Linked DNA regions of Lactuca sativa: region 1 is linked to region 2. The links are chromatin contacts, called in public Hi-C maps. All regions are on one chromosome and are shown on one strand. The core of a region is the stretch at or near the end of the contact, and the rest is flanking DNA. Distances in the headings are between cores, read along the strand shown.

The links. A called contact is a pair of places that touch in the nucleus more often than the background predicts.
Region 1: a Hi-C map of leaf shows a contact between it and region 2, with 4 times the contacts expected there. The contact joins the promoter of LOC111886467 here to the promoter of LOC111886471 in region 2. A contact is called at or near these places in 2 of 4 Hi-C or Micro-C datasets (bud and leaf).

What each region holds. Positions count from the first base shown.
Region 1 is chr3:13,159,420-13,163,328 of Lsat_Salinas_v11, reverse strand. It overlaps LOC111886467 (respiratory burst oxidase homolog protein A), which reads right to left and starts at 2,116. Exons shown (of 13, transcript XM_023882708.3): 1 at 997-2,116; 2 at 703-862; 3 at 521-569. The coding sequence starts at 1,657.
Region 2 is chr3:12,988,851-12,992,985 of Lsat_Salinas_v11, reverse strand. LOC111886471 reads right to left here and starts at 1,405. Exons shown (of 7, transcript XM_023882713.3): 1 at 969-1,405; 2 at 112-426; 3 at 1-35. The coding sequence starts at 1,122.

The DNA of each region.
Region 1 (3,909 bases), core at 867-3,366, 170 kb before region 2:
AATAGTGAGTAAAAGATAGAACTTTCCATAACTTGTAATATCATTACTACATTATATTGATATCCTGTAGAATAATGCTTCAATTAATATAATATGTCCAAAAACAAAATTTGCTGTATGTTTTCATCTCAAATTAAATGTAACTGTTAGACTGGTATTTAAATAAAAAATATATATATTGAAAACATTGAAAAGAGTTATAATGCGGTGGGTTTATTTTTTATAAGATTTTGTAAAAAAGAAGATGACCACTCAAATCAACTTCGACACATGCATAAGTAACAGAAAATGACTTTATGCCTGTAGTCCTTCAACCACTCGCCACCCTTCTTCCCACTATTTTTTTTTTCAAAACCAACCCCCAAAAACAGAAAAAGATTCATAAAAGTGTTCATGTAATCGATTTGCTATCAAGGGCATGTTTCAATTCTTTAAAATGGAGGATATGAACGAGGAATTTGGATTAAAATAAGCAAAAATGAGACTGCGATGTATTATGAATTAACAAGTAAATGTTTACCTCCTTAACTTCTTCTTCGGTGATTCTTCCATCTTCGTTCTTGTCAACCCTGTGAATGAATCGAGATGGTTGTTTGTTTATGTCATATTTTATTGAAATATTAGATTATAATGTTGAAGAGAAGATGAATTTGTTAAGTAAGAAAAATGAAGTAAAATAAAACGATTGATTGTAAGTCGTACATATCGAAGAAGATCTGGAGGCGAGAATCGAAGCTCTGATCGGTGATCTGAGACCAATATTCGTATAATTCATCTCGACTGATCTTGTCAACTTTTAGTCTTCGTCTTCTGCTAAGAGCATCGTAGACTTCAAGAGCAAATTCTTTTGAATCTTTCATTCCTTCATATGCAAAAATGGATGAATCGCATCAATAAGAATAGAATGAAAAATGAATCGGAGAGGAGAATGAATATTCAGAAGATTTCGGACTCCTAATTTCAGAATCCCTAGAATAATTCGTTGAGGGAATTAACCTATGCATTGTGCGAAATCTGCACGATAGAGAAATCCATCCTTTGCAAGCTTGTTGAAATTGTTCTGTACTTCGTTCCAACCATCTAAACCGTTGATTTTACTCTTACTGATGAATCGGAGACCTTTAAGAGCTTTATGCGCGCCGGAGCGAGTTCGATCAAGCTGAGCGCGCTGTCTACGCATTGCACGAGCAGCCAACGCCGAATCCAATCCTCCACTTCCTACGGCGGTGTTTTGCATCGCCGAGGAAGACGATGCACGTGACGTGTGCCCGTAACTCCATGGAAACCTCCGGAGTTCCTGCGAGAACTGCCTCGCTTTCGCCACCGCTTCAGCCTTCAATTCCTGTGAAAACTGTCGGAATCGGTTGGATGAGCTCCGTCGCATTGTCGGAGATCGAGACGAAGTCGCCGATGCCGGAGTTTCCATACCTCCTCCAATATCATTATCCACGTGGATCACCGTCGCCGGCTCCACACTACGTAGAACAATAGTGTCGTCATCCTGAAGATCAAGAGTCACTTCAACAAACTCCTCCCCTGGATTCACTGACGACGTATCTGTGTAAGCCGGTGAAGAACTTCCACTGATCAACATATCATCTGGGACGGTGTCGGACGCCCACCGGCGCTCGTGACGCCCGACTCTTCCACCTCTCATAACTTAGTTCACCAACAAAATCCTTACAACAAAAACAGAAGCTGGGAAAGATGGACTGTGAAAAAAGAATGAAGATTGGAAGGTAATACGTGTGGGGGGATTAGAAGAAAAGACGTATACACGCGGTGGCTGTTCTAGAGGCGGAGAGAGGGAGAGGAAAGAGACATGTTCATTGCTAACGATCAGAGATTCACTGGACCCGGATATGCCTAAATCCGATTAGGCCATCGGGTATGACACCGTTTTTGACGCGTAAAAGCCTATGTGGCAACCAATCACATTTTTTCTTCCAAATTTTAGAAAATGAGACAATAATATGTGGAGATATGATTTAAATGTAATTAAATGGTGTAAAAAGGGAAGATTGAAGCTTCAATTTTCAGCGATGGCTAAACTGGTTTTTGTGGAAGAACACATGAAGAAGAAAACAAAAATGGGTATTTGTGGACGATCCAACGAATTCTCCAATTTTGTTTTCAATTTAAGTTACAATTATGGTCCCTAACATTATGTCTTTCAATTTTTTTACACCCTATTTGAATTAAGTTAGACCATCAATTATATATAATTATATATGTTTATTTAATTTTAAAAATTAGCAATATGTTTATTTATTTTTCTTATTAGTAAAGTGATTATTTAAGTTTAAAATTATGTTTTTTTTTATTTAATCTAGTTATATATATATATATATATATATATATATATATATATATATATATATATATATATATATATATATATATATATATATATATATATATATATATATATATATATATATATATGATGTAGAGTGGTAACTATTTCTATGTGTTAGTACTGTGTAGTGAATAAGTAGCGAAGATGATTTGATGTACATGTGTTAACACTTTTGTAGTAAAGATGTAATCTTATGCTTTTCATCGTCCAAATTAATTTCTATTTGCATTAAATAATTCATTTAGTTATTGCGATCAATAATGAAAATGGCAGCAGGTATAGTAGGTGTTTAAGTTTTCTAACCGTGTCATAATGATTTTTCATTGATTTTTTTTTTTTTTTTTTGTTTTCTTACAATATTATATTCCGACATATAATTATATCAATATCTTTCGAATATAAATCAATTTCCACTTCTGTAATTAAGAGATAATAATCATATTTTTTTTAAGGTTTTCTTTACTAAACGACCAAAAAAATGGAAAATGCTAAAATCAAGCCGGGCTACGATTTTTTTAAACCAAAATGATGTTGTATTGATAAAAAATAATGTTATCTATGAAAATCTGTAAATACTATCTTTTAAAATAAGATGTCTTTCATGTTGATCGTGAAAATCCAAAATCATACTATGAAAATCTATAGTTATCTTATAAGAAATTGCCTTGATAAACATATATTTGTGTGATTTTTGGAGCCAAATTTTCATTATGCTTTTTTGTCTGATTTCAATAGAAATTTTTTCTAACTTATATATTTTTTTCTTTGTATTTGTTAACAGAACGCGAGTTCCAATATTCCACAGGAGTATCTTATTTTTGTTTGTATCGTCATTCATGACAGTCATAAAAATTCTATAAATTTCAACTCTCATATATATATATATATATATATATATATATATATATATATATATATATATATATATATATATATATATATATATATATATATAATTTCTCTTCTTTTTTATTTCTTCTCTGGTTCAAAAAGAAAAGAATGTGAATACGTATATATATATGGTTAGGTTATTTTATTCATAACATCTATTTATATTCGTAACCATAATTTTGGACCAATGGATGAATATAATTAATGGTCATGATATAAAGGTCTATGATATTACAATGGGATAACATGTACTATATAATCACACAAATTTCAACATAAGGGTATTTTGGACAATAAACTATATTTAAAAAATGAAATTTGCTGATTTTAATGGATAATTAATTCTCCTAATTTTAAAAATCTGAATTTTTTAAATTAATTCAATTTTAATTATAATGTAATTTTATATAATAATCAAATTTATTCTGACATAATGATAACCATAAAGGCATAAACTAGTAAAGATATTTTCAATTTATTCTTACAGAATATAATCCAATTAAGATATTTTTGTTAATTAACTTTATTTAACAATTCTTCATATTCTTCATATGCATCCAAGTCATAATGAGGGTCTATGATTTTATTATTCATCTACATCTGAACTTAAATACAAATTTATACATATTTTTAAAGACTAGTAGCCTTATACATTTCAA
Region 2 (4,135 bases), core at 156-2,655:
GCTTCGTTTTCCAGATACAGTTGTTTTCTGTTTAGCTGCAAGTGTAAAAAGTGAGAAAAAAATATAGGAATAATGGTAAAGTATTAGTGATAGTATTTGTTTTTTTATTACCTGAAACGTTGTATTTTCCAGGGTAAGAAGATCCATGCTCCTTTTGTAGATCATTTGCATCGATTACTCCTGTTAGATTCATGGAAGCTTCCATATGTGCTGCTCGTGACCTTTTAGAACTACTTCCATTGCTTCTAGATGATTTCCCAGACTTTCTGTGTGATTGTTTAGCCTCTGGTACAGAGGTCATATCATGGTCAACAAATGTTTCTTCACTACGATGACTGGACAGTTGACCGGTTGACCTGTAGAGGTCCTCTTCTGACATCTTGTTCCAGAAAACTGGTCTTGAACCATTAGCATTACAGTTGTTATCTGTCCATGTACAGATACATCAATTCAGTTCAGGGTCCATCATTTATTTACTTGAATGGAAATCAAGTAGCATAAAGTAAAATGTGATATTATGCAAACCCTAGATTGCAGAGATGACTTGTTTATATCCTCTACGACTTCAATCACTAAACAGCAAATGCTATTTCAATGAACATGTGCAATTTAGATGATATCAACACAAGATTACTCCCCATCTTTACCGAAAAGCTACGTTTTGACTTTTGATGTCAAAAAAGAGGTGCTTTACAGCTTCGAAATTGACATGGATTTAGTTCTAGGAGGAAAAAGAAAAAAAAAAAAAAAAAAAAAAAAAAAAAAACTCTAACGACATCAAAAGGTATATGACAAGTACAGTTAATTTTGAAGTAAAACCCGAATCAATTTTGAAAATGGTTTGCATTAGGTTAAACACCCAAATTAGAAGACTAACTGTATAGAGAAAGAAAGGAGTAGAAAATAAATTTGAAGATGAACGGATCTTAGATAAACTAAATATATAAGTATAGATAGGAAATCAACACCTTTCTCCGGAAGAAATGAGCTACTGCACGTTTCACGCTCCGATTGATTCCCTAGCAACTCCACCCTAGTAACCCCACCTCCACCACCGCAACCTGACGATCTCATGATCTTTGTAACAATAGCAGCTGGAAGTGGTAACTCCACCGCGTCCATGTATTTCACCACCGCGAAATCCAAAACATCGTCGCTGCTTCCGCTATCGTCAACTTCGATCTACCAAACGAGCGATTGACGACCCAATTTTGACCATTTTGTATGATAAACCCCGATTAGTTAAAATTGATCAAGTAACTAGAATGAAGGCATCGAGTGATTGAGGGTTTGGGAAGAGAACATTTGGGGATTTTCAGGAGAGAGAGAAAGGGGAAAGGGTAGTTGCGGCTGGGCTAGGGCAAAGAAATTATGAGGACTATATATAGTTTTCGGGAAAAGGGCGGAGTGTGGGTTGGTAGGGTTCGCCGGTAAGTATATTCCGGCGAGTAGTGGGACCCGCTTATCCAAGGAATACAATAAGCTTTGGAGTGTGAACGTCATTTCATATAAAAAGTTTATTCTATTCAAAATTCAATTCCTAAATAAATCAAATCTAAAACAAGATTCAAACTCTGCTGATTACTTGATTATGTTCATACTTTCCTTGCTTTATTCTTTATATTTGATCTTATGTTAAAATCAACCAACACATGGATATAGCACCTATGAATTGATATCAAGTTAGCAAATGATCATTAATTTACCAACACACATTTGCAAGATCAACAAAAGAAAAATATTTCAAACTAGTTATAAAACGCATATATTATATGAGTTTATTGAAAAAAATAAACAAACATAAAAATCTAACAATTTATAAAATTTAAATTTATAAAAAAAACATTTAATTATTAGAATTGAAATGTTTATTTATCTTTTAAATTTAAAATAATAGTTTAAATAAATAAACAATTAAAATAATTAGATTTAATTTAGAAATTTGGAACTTATAAGGAAAATTGCATTAATAAGTTGGATATACATTTAAGTATTATATAAAATTTAATAAAATATAAAAAACCACAAAATGACATATAGATATAATTTAATTTAAATTTACTATAAAATGATATGTGGCTTAATGTATAAGAAGATGACAAGTGACAAAATTATTTTCATTTATTAGAGAGGATTATATAACAAATTTGAGCAAATAATTTCAATTAACAAGCAAACACAAATAAATACTAAGATTTCCTCGCAAATAGAAAATTAAACACACTTTGTGTGTCACCTAAGATAAATAGTAATGTATTTAATTTAAATAATTTATACCAAGAAATTCGAATAAGTGCTAAACAACATATGATTACTATGGAGTATGGACATATAAGAACACAAATTGTAAATTACAATGCATAAATTTTTCTTCCAAATAAACATAATGTAATATAAAATGCCTAATAACTTAAACTTTAATCTCACAAAAAAAAATGAATGTAAAAAAAATTAAACAATTAATTTTTGTATACATTGAGAACTAACAATAAACTAGAAAAACAATTACAAAGTAATTGCCATAACAAGATTATTCATCCAAACCACCCAACTTATTTTTAGTTTCGTAAATCCGAAGGCGGACCAATTATGTATGCTAGCAACTATATTATCAAAACAATGCATCATTCCTCAACGGCTTGGAGGCATAAATGAGCAACTTACAAAACTTCTACATCACACTCAAACCACAGCAAGGAGAAAATAAGGAATCTACATCAATCTGTTTATTAGATAGACCAGCTCTCGTAGGGAGCCAATAAAAAAGAAGCATCCATACAAATATGTTAACTTTTTTTAAGACAAAGTTGCACCATATGGTTTGGGTTTGGAACATAAAATGACATCTTTTTATACATTAAGCCACATGTCATTTTAAACTACCGATAAATTGCTTTTTTTATTTGGAAGCCATCCTGACATCCCATTTCACCCAACTCATTTTCTCCCTTTTTCATCATATACCCAAAAAAAATTAGATATGGTTGATTTAGTAAAATCAAACAACCCTTAGTAGGAGCGAATTCCACTTAGACAAGTTGAACTTAAACCTTTCTACACTCACATACCATGCCTTTTCTCGAGCCATATTTACACAAATCTCATGAGCATTGAACCTCATATGTACTCACACCCACACCAAGCAACCTATACTTCTGTAAATTAATCTTAAGACATAACCTAAATAAAAACAATGCAACACACTAACAAGATTCTTTATATTTTGTCGAGCCCAATGCCTTACAATCAAGTCATCATCCGTATAAAATAAATGAAAATTAGAACACCGCGAAACAAAAACACCACAAGTAGCATCATTCAAAGCCACATGCAAACCCTCTGCCAAGAGAATAAACAAAAAACAAAGATAGCTATCACAAAAGGGAAAAAAATATCCCAACATTTCTATAAATCAATATATTTCCAATTATGTAAAAAACTCCATAATATGCCAACGCTCTTCTTTACCACGCATATATAACAACTAGGAGGCAAACTCATGCTACGCATGGGTTAGAGGTGTTTCATTTTTATTTTTATTTTGGAATTTGTCTATAAAAATAAAGACAATGCCAAAATTAAGTAGATTACACGAACAACAACACGTTATATGGTGGAATCATGAAATGTTATCCAAACAAAACTATAGTTCAATAAATAAGTTTACATTAACATCCTGGTTTTACTTAATCAACATACAACTTTGATTTGATGCCATCTTAAAACAATAAAAAAAAAGTATCAATTCTAAAATTCTATACTCATTTAATTTCACTCTACGTCAAATAAATAAAAGAGATGTTCTAATTACCTTTAGCTTAAGCTGAAAAATACTAACTCTTGACCTATGTTCCTTTGTCTAATTTGCAGCATGGAAATGGATTACCTACTAAGCCAATCCAAAGCAGATCTCAATGGACCCATTCACCTTCCTATCCATGTCAAGTTTCCATAATGCGTTTAAATCTTTTTGAAGACTGTCCTGTAGAGCTTTCCTAAAGTCCAACCTGCATCCGAATGAAAAAGGAACTAAAGTCAAGAGTCAAGATACAATAAAATAAATAGATTTCAAAGTTGTTTCTATGTCTAATTATCTATCAGTACTTGTTGTACCAAAAAAAAAAGTAGAATGTTA